Regions from separate parts of the Mus musculus genome. Here region 1 is linked to region 2. A link is a contact called in public capture Hi-C data. All regions are on one chromosome and are shown on one strand. The core of a region is the stretch at or near the end of the contact, and the rest is flanking DNA. Distances in the headings are between cores, read along the strand shown. Region 1 holds the start of 2810030D12Rik (RIKEN cDNA 2810030D12 gene). Region 2 holds the start of F7 (coagulation factor VII).

The links. Capture Hi-C pulls out chosen DNA fragments and counts their contacts.
Region 1: a contact with region 2 is called in a capture Hi-C map of macrophages, with 3 times the contacts expected there. The contact joins the promoter of 2810030D12Rik here to the promoter of F7 in region 2. A contact is called at or near these places in 7 of 39 promoter capture datasets (the 3T3-L1 cell line, cranial neural crest, embryonic stem cells and 4 more), 2 of 484 Hi-C or Micro-C datasets (liver and uterus), 2 of 115 datasets of contacts at active chromatin or transcription factors (bone marrow-derived dendritic cells and embryonic stem cells) and 4 of 9 other capture datasets (adipose tissue, liver, macrophages and 1 more).

What each region holds. Positions count from the first base shown.
Region 1 is chr8:13,199,481-13,205,081 of GRCm38.p6, forward strand. It overlaps 2810030D12Rik (RIKEN cDNA 2810030D12 gene), which reads left to right and starts at 1,302. Exons shown (of 2, transcript NR_166508.1): 1 at 1,302-1,813; 2 at 2,208-2,310. Grtp1 (GH regulated TBC protein 1) reads right to left here and starts at 1,144. Exons shown (of 8, transcript NM_025768.2): 1 at 1,001-1,144; 2 at 569-720. The coding sequence starts at 1,047.
Region 2 is chr8:13,024,080-13,029,653 of GRCm38.p6, forward strand. F7 (coagulation factor VII) reads left to right here and starts at 1,955. Exons shown (of 8, transcript NM_010172.4): 1 at 1,955-2,052; 2 at 4,565-4,725. The coding sequence starts at 1,980.

The sequences.
Region 1 (5,601 bases), core at 52-2,551, 170 kb after region 2:
CGCTGTTCTAACCCCCCTCAGAACACAAGGCCTTCTCGAGGCTTCCCAGGAAATATGGACTTTGCCCATCTACAGTTAAGAGGGCGTGGTGACCATGGAGAAAATTCAACCAGGTAAGGAGCTCTCCCATCTGCTGTGTGGCACAAACACACCCTCCTAGGGGGTCTCATGATGTCCCAGAAGTCGCGCTTGGGGGTGGTGGGGTTCAACTATAGAGGGGTCCAGTTCCTATGGAAATGCAGTGTATGCTCGTGTGCAGGGTAGTGATGGTGTTCGTAGGTCTGGCTTTGGGAGTTCCGGCTGGTGGGGATCCTGCTGCTGAGGAGTCCCATTTAAAGAGGGATCCCTCTACTGCGGGGCGGGGGAGTCATGCTCACAGGTTTCACAGGGTTCTACTGTTGGGGAGTCATGCCATAGGGACTGTAACTACTGCAGGGTAACAGCTACTGCTGGGAGGTCCTGCAGTCCAGAGGTCTCGCTGGGGGTCTCGCCACAGGGGTTCTGGCCCTTGGGAGAAAGTCCTGTTTGTTTGAATGGCCGCTATGCCAGCCAGCATCAGGCCTCTCACCTGTCACGCTTTTCCGGACACCACCGTTTCCTTTTAGAAGTTTGGACCATTTGATCGCCCTCTTGGTGAGTATCACCAGGTACGTGGAAAAGAATTCTTCATAAGCCGCATAGTCAAAGTCTTCGGGCCTTTCAAACCCATACGGATCGATCCTACAAACAAAAAGAACCTGTTTCCCCGAACCAAGTTTCCGCGCCTGCGGGGATGCGGCTGGGGTCCAAGAGCTCCGACACCCGACACCCCTCGGTCCGCCCCTCCGTCCATCCTCAGTTCACCTTCCCTTCCTCTCTTCCTCCCCTCCTCCATCCCCTCCACCCCCTCATGCCCCTCGCTCTCCGTGGACCAGAGCGCGTCCCCCGCGCAGCATCGACTGGCTCAGACCCAGTCCGGAGAGGGCGCCCAGCACCCCGCGCGCGCGGCCTCCGCACCCACCTGGGCACCCGAGCTCGCGCCGCCTGCGCGCGCTCTGCGGGATCCATGCGGAGAAGGGCCAGGGACCGCGGGACTCACAACCTCTGCAGCCCCGAGCGCTGGACCCCGGTGCGCCGCTGGCCCCGGGGCGCGCGAGTGCTTCCGGCGGGGGCGTGGCCGAGACGGGGGCGGGGTGGGGACGAGGGGCGGAGTCAGTGGGGGCGGGGCGGGGTAGAGTGGACGGAGCGGGGCTGGGGTGGGGGCGGTGTCGGAGATGGGAGCGCCTAGGGACCCGAACCGAGTGCACCTGCTGCAGCCTGGCACTAGGGATTTGAAAATCCATGGAGATGGAAACCTATGCCGAGGTTAGAAGACCTGGATCCACTTTGCAGGATTTTAAATATCCTTCAAGCCTCAGTGCCTGGCAGACTGGACTTTGGACTTCGGACTTCCAGCTCCGATGCTGAAAAAGGAGGGTTTTTTTGTTTGTTTGTTTTTCCACTTTGCTTCCTTGCTTGTCGAGGCTGAGAACATACGGTGTTTTTGAGGGCCACCATCAAAGGGTACTCGCTTCTCCAAACCTTGGAACCCGAGGTCTAGCCTTGGAAAGAGTTGCCGCCTTACCATCTCTCCTCGCCTAGGGAAGCCCCAGCTGTGTGCGCTACTGCAGGGTCACAGTGCCGCGGTGCCGAGCTTCTTTCGTGGTCCCTGTCGCCGTCCGTTTCTTGAGATTTCAGACTCTGGGCTTGGAAACCAGTTGACTGCCTTTCTTAGCGAGGTGCCCTCGGAAACCTGTGGAGGAATGTTTGGATTATGAATGCTCACCGTGCCGAGGTAAAGCATAGGGCTTTGGCGCCTTCGGGCCCTGTGGTCAGCGGTGGGACGGATCGGACGTTGCAGAAGCACTTTTCTGTGGTGTTTAGAAGGTGCTACCCACCTTCAGCTGACTGTAGTTGGAATGACCCTCAGCTGGACTTTGGGAACTCACTTGAACTAGTTAGAAACTTCAAAGTACCTAGCAGGAAGCGGCGGGGGTGGGGTGGGGGTGGGATTAGAATTTAGCCTGGTCCACTGGGACACTTGGATACCCCACTGTAAATGATCCTGACCTCAGCGCCAAGAATACAGGCAGCACCCGGTGGGACCGGTTCTCTCTCTCTCTCTCCCTCTCTCTGTCTCTCTCTCAAGGCTACATACGCAGCTCTGCCCTTTACTTCATTTTCTCTAGGTTTTGAGACTACTGTAAGACAGATGAGAAAACCTGAGGTTTGTATTGCTTTCCCTCCTCCTTGCTTTGACCAAACTCTGCTGAACAAGGATTCTCTACCAAAGCCTTGGTGCCTCCATCTTTCTTTCTTTTATTTTGTATTTATTTATTTATTTTATTCTTTTTACTTTCTTTTATTGGGGGGGGGCAGTGTCTCACTGTGTAGCTCTGGTTGGTCTGGAACTCACTATGAACACCAGGCTGGTATTGAACTCAGAGAGATCTACCTGTGCCTGCCTAACACACACACACACATCCTGAGCAATGGGAATAAAGGCACATGCCACCATATCTAGCCCCATCTTTCTTTTAGAATACAGCAAGAAATGAACCTGAAAATCCAGTTAGAGCTGCAGATTTGAGCTTCTCTGTTGACATTGGATGAAACTTAGTGCTGGCATGAGCAGAACCCCAAATTCTAGCTCCCACAGTCGCCCAGAGTGCTTGCTGCCTCTGGGGAAAAACGTGCAGAGATCAGCTCAGCCCAGCAGTGAACAGTGTTTTAACACCAAGTGTCCTTGCCAGTGCTCTGACCTTGACCTTTCCCCAGTGGTGACTCAGACCACAGACTGGACTACATTCTCTTCATACACAACTTTCCCCTTGGTCTGACCACACAGAGCTGGAACATTTCCTCCTCCATATTTCCTCCTCCTCCTCCTCCTCCTCCTCCTCCTCCTCTTCTACCTCTTCTTCCCGCTCCTCCTCCTTCTTGTTGATTTAGTTGGTTAGTTGGTTAGTTGGTTGGTTGGCTTTTTGAGACCTGGTCTCTGTCTGTACTTCTCTATCCTGGAGCTCACTATGTAGACCAGGCTGGCCTTGAAACCACAGAGATCCTCCTTCTTCTGCCTCCCAAGCCTAAGTCTTTCTTCCCTGTGACTTCCCTGTGACTGGCTGTTGCAACCAAAACAAATAAAAGAGACATTTGCAAGGTCAAATATGATAGCCCCCTCCTTGTCCCTTTTCCATGTCCAGCTCCCACCTCTCAGTCCGGCACCCTAGCCTCCAAATGACATCTCTAATACCCCTCTCTCTGTGACTCTTGCCCTTCTGCTGATGGAGCCTGGGAGTCCCACATGGATCCCTGGAGTGGTCCTGGCCTGTGGCTCTCATGCAGGCTGGGAAACATCTATGGGCCTCCTACACTTAAACTTGAGAATGAAGGCATGCTCTCCACTGTGAGAGTTTCACGGTCAAACATGACCACAGGGTGGGATGCTGGCACTAGCCGAAGTTAGTTCGATAAGAACAGCTGCCCTGGAGGAAGAGTGGGGAGGGAAGATAGAAGGCTCCAGCAGAGGTTGGTCCTCTTATCTCACCAAGCTCCCCTATGGGGCTAGGAAACCTAAAGGCTGAGTGCCTCTAAATAAGTAGCCTCTCTCACTGCATACCCACCTCCACCATGTATCTTAACATAGCCTGACCCACAGTGGCCCACAGTGGTCCTCCATACCCTTCCCAGTCCTAAGCTACCTTCTGAAGAAGCCACTCTAAAGCCTGGGGTAGACAGCACGGGGCAGTGCAAACTCAGCACAAGGACCCAGGGTCTGAGAGAAATCTAGCTTTACTTCAGGAGTTAAGCATTTCTGAGGCTGTTCCCTCAGAGTAAAGCAAATGGAGACAGACCCAAGAAGAGTGGATGAGGCATTGCTGTGGATGAATAAAGATGGCAACAGCTGAACCCACTGACATGTCTGCAGTACCAACTACCTAGGTGACCAGCCAGACTGCATCAGCTCCCTGGTTCCCATCCCCTTCCAGTCCCCATCTTAACTGCTTTTCTATTGCTGTGAAGAGACACCATGACCAAGGTAACTTATAGAAGAAAGAGTTTATTGGTGCTTATAAGTTCAGAGGACTAGAGTCTATACCATCATGGTGGGGAGCATGTCTGAAAGCTGGCAGGCATGGCACTGGAGCAGTAGCCGAGAGTTCACATCTCACCCACAAGTGGGAGGCAGAGAGCTAGCCAGAAATGGCCTGGGCTTGGGCTGGAGAAATGGCTTAGTGGTGAAGAGCACTGGCTGCTCTTCTAGGGGTTCAATTCCCAGCAACCACATGGTGGCTCACAACCATCTGTAATGGGATCTGATGCCCTCTTCTGGTGTGTGTGATCCCAGCAACAGTGTACTCATGTGCATAATATAAATAAATCTTAAAAGAAGAAGGAGAAGAAGAAGAAGAAGAAGAAGAAGAAGAAGAGGAGGAGGAGGAGGAGGAGGAGGAGGAGGAGGAGGAGGAGGAGGAGGAGGAGGAGGAGGAGGAGAAATGGCCTGGGCTTCTGAAACCTCAAGAACCCACCAGTAGTAACACACCTCCTCCTCCAACAAGGCCACACCTCCTAATCCTTTCCAAACAGTTCCACCAACTGGGGACCAAGCATGAGCCGGGGAGGGGGGGGGGGTGGTGGTGGTTAGCATTTGAACCACCACACACTCTGCCTGTCATATGGGAGTTGGGGGTAGAGAGGACGCCCAGGGCTGCTTGAAGCTGTTGATCCAGTCTGTCTGTCATACACCATTCTTTTCAGAACTCTCAGACCAGTTAAGTGGGGCTGGGTTGTCTACAGTTTCCTCACAGAAATTACAAAGCAAAGTGTGCGACACCCTGATGGGCCACAGGTTACCATGTGCGCAGGTGCCCCTGCAAGCCAGAAGACTTCTGGATCTCCTAGAACTGAAATGACTACAGGCAGTCATGAGCCACCATGTGGTCGTGGAGACTGAACCCAGGTCCTTTGCAATAGCAGCAAGCACTCTCTTCTGCTAGTCCACCACTCCTGGCCACTCCCTTTTCCTTGTGTCCTCCTCAGTCTATTTTGCTCTACCCATAAACTCGTGGGTGTGGCCATGAGTGGAGTGTGACTAACCTAAGGGCCACGCCCATAAAGGAACTGACTCTCCCTCTTCCTGAAGCCAGCAGCTGGCTCCTCAGCTATGGGTGGAGACATGATTCCTTCTTCCCTCCTCAGCTAATTATTTTTATTAAAAGAATGATTCGTTGGACTTCATCTATCCCCCGTTAGCTTGAAAGCAGATGGATAATGAACATCCCTGATTTGTGCTGAAAGAAACAGCTCCTTGCCTAGTACTTTGGATGCAACTGACCATAGCTCATGTGACAAGCCAGACGTAGGCCCTCCAGCCCTGCCCTCTGCTTCAAAAAGCTTACGCAGGTGTCTTTGCTGATCCACGTGGCTCTGTCCCTCGCCTTTACCCTACTCTGAGCAGGGCCCCTCTGGGCAGCAAGTTCTCTCGACAACCCTTCATCCAGTGCCACACCCGCTTTTCTGATTCTGACAGAAAAGCTTTCTGTCCCTCCCGTGACCTGTGACCTTACAGCCAGGATGGTCAGG
Region 2 (5,574 bases), core at 705-3,204:
AGAGCAAGACAGGGATCCAGAGCAAGATACAGATCCAGAGCAAGACACAGATCCAGAGCAAGACACAAATCCAGAGCAAGACACAGATCCAGAGCAAGACAGATCCAGAGGAAATAAAAGTGATACTGACCTTTCTGATTCAGATCAGCTCTCTAGTTCTTAAACTTCAAGTTACTGGTGGCATTGCCACTGGTCCCCAACCTTGCAGGGTGTCAGAACCCACAGGCATCATCAAACTCTGTGATTAGGACTGCTCCAAAGATTCTGCTTCCCCATGGAGTGAGGGAGCCTGCATCTGTGTAGGTGTCATGGATGATGTGAGTGTGAAGGTGTAGCGTGCATGTATACAAGGGTGTGCATAGGCTGTGTGTGGAGTGTGTGCATAGGTGTAAGAATGGTATGCAACTGTGCAAAGACAGTGTGCATGTGTACAAGTCCATAAGGAAGTGTGAGCATAATGTATGTGTGTGTCCCCAGGTAATTCTGAGCCCACTGTCACTTACGGGTCTCTCATGTGTGTCACATGTACAAGGGTGAGGCTGACATGTAGCAGCATGCTGAGGGTTCCAGTCCTGTTCTGCAGACTGTGGGGGAGCCCTTGGGGAGCTGGCTGGGGATGAGGCTTAGTGCTTCCTATCCCAGAGAAGGGGCAAATGGTCCCTGAGCACATACAAGGAATATCCACATAAGAAGGACTCCCGGATCCCAGAAGAAGCCTGTTTATCTTTCCTGAGAAGGTAAGTGGGGAGGAGTCCAAAAGACGGACAGACAGTGACCCCATGCTATCCCTCCATGTGTCTGCACTATGTATGTACAGTGCTAATGGTACCCATGGTACAGGTGTGAAAAGAAGACCAAGCAAACAAGGCCCCTGCAGGTCCAAATGGGATCCTTGACGCCTGAGACGCAGGAGCCAGCCAAGGCACGTGCCACAGGGAGGTCGCCATCTGCTGAAGAACTTTAGCCAGAGCCCAAGCACCAGGCGGGCTCAGCATCTGTCCTCTGAAGCAACTCCAATTGTTCTGCTGCTCCAGAAAGCTAAATACACAGTTCCTGGAACTCAATAGGGAAGAGAATCCTGAGACCAGGTCCAGCCTCACATAAGAGAGCTGGGATGAATGGCTGCCATCTCCTCTCATGTCCCTGGAGTTACCCTGTCACGAGAGCATTGGATTTTACTGGGTGAAATTTGACCTCTATCCCAGAAGAAGCAACTGGGGTCCCAAGTGTGAAGGGACCCCAGGAGTCAAAGGTGCCCCTGGGGTACACCATGCTGGCAAAGATTAAAGTCCCTGACTAGAGAGGGAGAGGTACTGTAGTGTCCCACAAATGAGGTCTGACTCCCAAAAGAGTGGTCCAGCCTTGTACTGCCCCCTCCCTGAAAAGAACATTTTCCTCAGAGGGTCCAACTGAAGCCCACAGTGTAGTCTAGGAGGCTGCATGACCATAAACCGAGTGTCCTTGGGCTAGATCCAGTTTTTACACAGAAAGTTTCACGTGCTGAGAAACCTTGTTGATCTCAGGCAACCCAGTGTCCACAACTCCACCTGGAGCCTGGGCCAGAGGACACAAAGGGACAAGTCATGGGCCACCTGCCGATAGCTGTTTCCACAGTGTGGGAAGAGGAGGGGCAGGGCAGCCCTTGAGAGCCATTGACGGCTGCACAGCCCAGGTCTGCCCTACAGGTCTTTTCCAGGTCATAAGCCCATACCCTGTGCTTTAACAATGTCATCACTGTGAATATGGACATCCATCGGTGGGTGAGCTCTGTTCACACCTCCGGTCTGAGCCCACATTGCCTGCCTTAGCTTTCCTCTTTCCCTGGATGTACAAGTGCCAGAGACATAAGTGGCAGCCTCCAACCGGCCTCCATGCTTCCAGCCAATGCTCCAGCTTTCTCCACCCCTCTCCCCTCCCCCCTGACCTTTGCCCTCCCGGCAGCATCTGGACAGTCACCAGCCAGAAGCCACAGTCTCATCATGGTTCCACAGGCGCATGGGCTGCTGCTTCTCTGCTTTCTGCTCCAGCTCCAGGGACCTCTAGGGACTGCAGGTATATATGTCTGTCTGTCCGGGGAGGGTTTCTCTGTGCATGGAGTTGCTGCTCTTTGCAGAGGCAGCTGGGACATCAACAGGAACCCCCTCATGAGCAGCACACTTGATGTGTGTCCCTGACAAAAGCAGATAGCATCTGGATGCTTGCCACCCGGAAATAGGCAGCTCTTCACAGGGGTGGGATCTTTGGCTGTCGTCCTCCAGAGACGTTTTAGAAGTAGGGTGCTTTCCTGCCCTCTATGGACACAGACACTTGCCTGTGAAATTAGAGCCTGGGGGTCACTCAGTACAGAGCTCTGTGGCAAGGGGTCAGATGTGTCAGAACAGCCACAGGGCAACTGCACTAGAGGGCTCGCTCACTGCCTTGGCTCTACATCCACATCCACAGCCCCTCCCACCAAGTCCCCCACCACATACATACATGTGTGCCTCTAAGGCCTTGGGGGAGAAAGCTCGTAGTTATGAATCACAAGTTGCAGTCTTACAGAAAGAGATGCTGCCAGGAACATTCCCATGCATAGTGACATGGGTGGTCGAGCCAGTACTGTCCCCCTTGGAAGCCCATGGCACATAGGGATTGCAGTGGATTCTCCTGTGGAACTGAGTGACAACAGGAGCAATGGCTTTCCCAAGTTCTCTGCAGTGGTATGGAAGACCTTGGGGTCAGGTTTGCTTTGGATCTCCAGGAGATTGGCTGAAGTAAATTTACCTTCTCCTAAGGGCCCACCCCTTACACAATCACTTGCTGTAGAAGTGTATGTGTCCCAGTGGCTGGTGGCATATGGATCCTTCTCTGCCTGGTGAAGGACATTGATTGGTCCAGTTGGACAGTGTCTCCATCCTCTCTAGGAACACCAGAGAGTGTTCCTCGGCCCTTCCTCTTCCCTCTCTCTGTCCCTTCCCAAAATGGTTTATCTGACTTCCACTCTTGTCCTTCCAAGGGACCCTCCTCTGGGGTGTACCAACGTCCTCCTGGTAAGCAGAGCCACCTTTCAACCCCACCTAGACCCAGCTCCTCCCAGTAAGGCCCTCTGAGCCTCCTCTGCATAGGGAAAGCCTGTCTCTGTTAGCCCTCCTCCTGAATACATTGGATGCTATTGGGTCTTCCATAACTGCCTTCCTTCAAGGCTCTTCTTCCCATCTCAGTTACACGTCTTCCCGTCCACAGATATCCCAGGCACACAGTTTATGTGACACAGTTGTCATATGAGGACTTTGAGGGCCTCAACACCATCCTTGGTTTCCACCCCTGACTACCTTTAGGTGATTTAAACATCTGCACCCCATCTCCACACCCACTCCTGGGATTCAGACCCAAATCTTTGCTTTTCCAAAGCCAAGTGTGGAACACTGTCTTCTAGTTTCTGTCGAGGTCACTGACATTCAAGGTCGTGTGGTAGAGGCTGCATCTGAAACACTTCCAATGTAGAAAATCACAGGACTCAGAACCCCAGGTGAGGCAGCTGTGGCCATGGTACCCAGGGCTAATGCTATGTTATGGTAAGATCTGAAGCCCCAGGGCTATGACTTGAGATTCTTCGATTGACTCCCTGGACACAGGATAGAGGACACAGATGGGAGAAGAGAGGGAGATTTAAATATATGTTTGTGCACACATTTTATGAGTACCCAAGAAAGGGGTTGCACAATGTGTGATTAACTGTCTCTTTGTGGCTTGGTGTCACATGTAAACCTCGTGTTCACTGGCCTCACAGGAGACCACACCATTTGGCAATCTCGTTACTACCGATGTGTCATTTCGTGACCTTTTGTAAGCTCTCCAAGCATCTTCTCATTATAAATTCCTAAGAGAGATATAGGAGAAATGCCAAATCACATGGATATGGTAAACTTTCATCTCATCTAATAAATATGTCACCATATACTTCTACATAATACTGTGCCATGTTCTCTGTCACCATCAATGAAAGACACACCCATTTTTCTTAAAGATATATTTATTTAATGTATATGAGTACACCGTAGCTGTCTTCAGACACACCTGAAGAGGGCATCAGATCCCATTACAGATGGTTGTGAACCACAATGTGGTTGCTGGGAATTGAACTCAGGACCTCTGGAAGAGCAATCAGTGCTCTTAACCGCTGAGCCATCTCTCCAGCACAACACATCCAATTTTAAATTCAGCTGTGCCTGGTCTGTGTCATTCCCTGTGACCTTCAGCCCACAGAAGATGGTAAGCCATTGACGGAAACAACCTATGCACCTTCCGTTCCTTGAGGTGAACAGGAACTCTTTGGTCCCCACCAAAGAGTGGAATGGAAAAAGATTAATGTGGATCAGTTGTTCCCATCACTGCGGGAGATGGGTGTTTCTGCCACTGAGAGATCTGGTGTGGGTGGTTTTCATGGGCTGACCCAGTGTGGTTTCCTTCACTCACTGGAATGATCCAGTGTGGCTGTTTCCATTCCTGATGGGACCAAGAGTGGGTGGCTTCTGAGCAGCTTGAGGGAAGCTGCCAGGAGCACATGAGACCTTCTGTTTCTCAGTTTTCATAACCCAGGAGGAAGCACATGGTGTCCTACACAGGCAAAGGCGTGCCAACTCACTCCTGGAGGAGCTTTGGCCCGGCTCTCTGGAGAGAGAGTGCAATGAGGAACAGTGCTCCTTTGAGGAGGCCCGGGAGATCTTCAAGAGCCCTGAGAGGACCGTGAGTGCCCCATCTCGTGCCTGCTCTTGTGTAACACACTGAGACTGGAAGGAAGTGAGCTGGGGATTGTGAGGGTCACACCTATGTCTCTGGATCTGTCTCCCCCTCACTGCGGAGGCTGCCACTCAGTACTCATAGATGGACAGGAACCCTGACACACACAGGTTTCTCTCTCAACCATGCCACAAGCAGTTTTACAAGAAATACAACTCATAAACTACACTGGCTGTGTCTCCTATTTTCCCAGAGGGGAATCCCTTATTCCTTACGGGCTGCCCATGAAGTAAACCTGAGAGGGAAAATTCACCTCAAGAAGGCAGGACACACACACACACACACACACACACACACACACACACACACGCAGGCCTCACTGGAAACGTGTGAGGAACACCAAGGCTTCCTCTGCCACACTTGGCCATGTGCACAGATTTGCCTCCACTCCTGAGTTACTCTTTTTTATGTTTGTTTGTTTGTTTGTGGTTTGTTGTTTTTTTTTTTTTTTGAGACAGGGTTTTGCTATGTAGCCCAGGCTGACCTCCAATTCTTCATCTTCATTGCCTCCCAATTATTGGAATTATAAGTATGTGCTACCCCGCCTGGCCCTGTGGTTTCATTTTGTAAAAGATACATATTTATACATCACTGAGCATGTTCCTGTCTGGTTAGACATCTCACTCTGGAGGGTTTTCCCAGCAAGGGTGTGTCAGGATAAGACAAGGCTTTAAGACGGGGTCCACTGTGTTTCATTTTGTCATCATCTCTGGAAAAAATAGTCAGTCACAGCTTCAGGGGCGGTTGTGAGGGGCTGGTTGTTCGTTCTCCAAGGGCTTTTCTTCTCACCAGCCT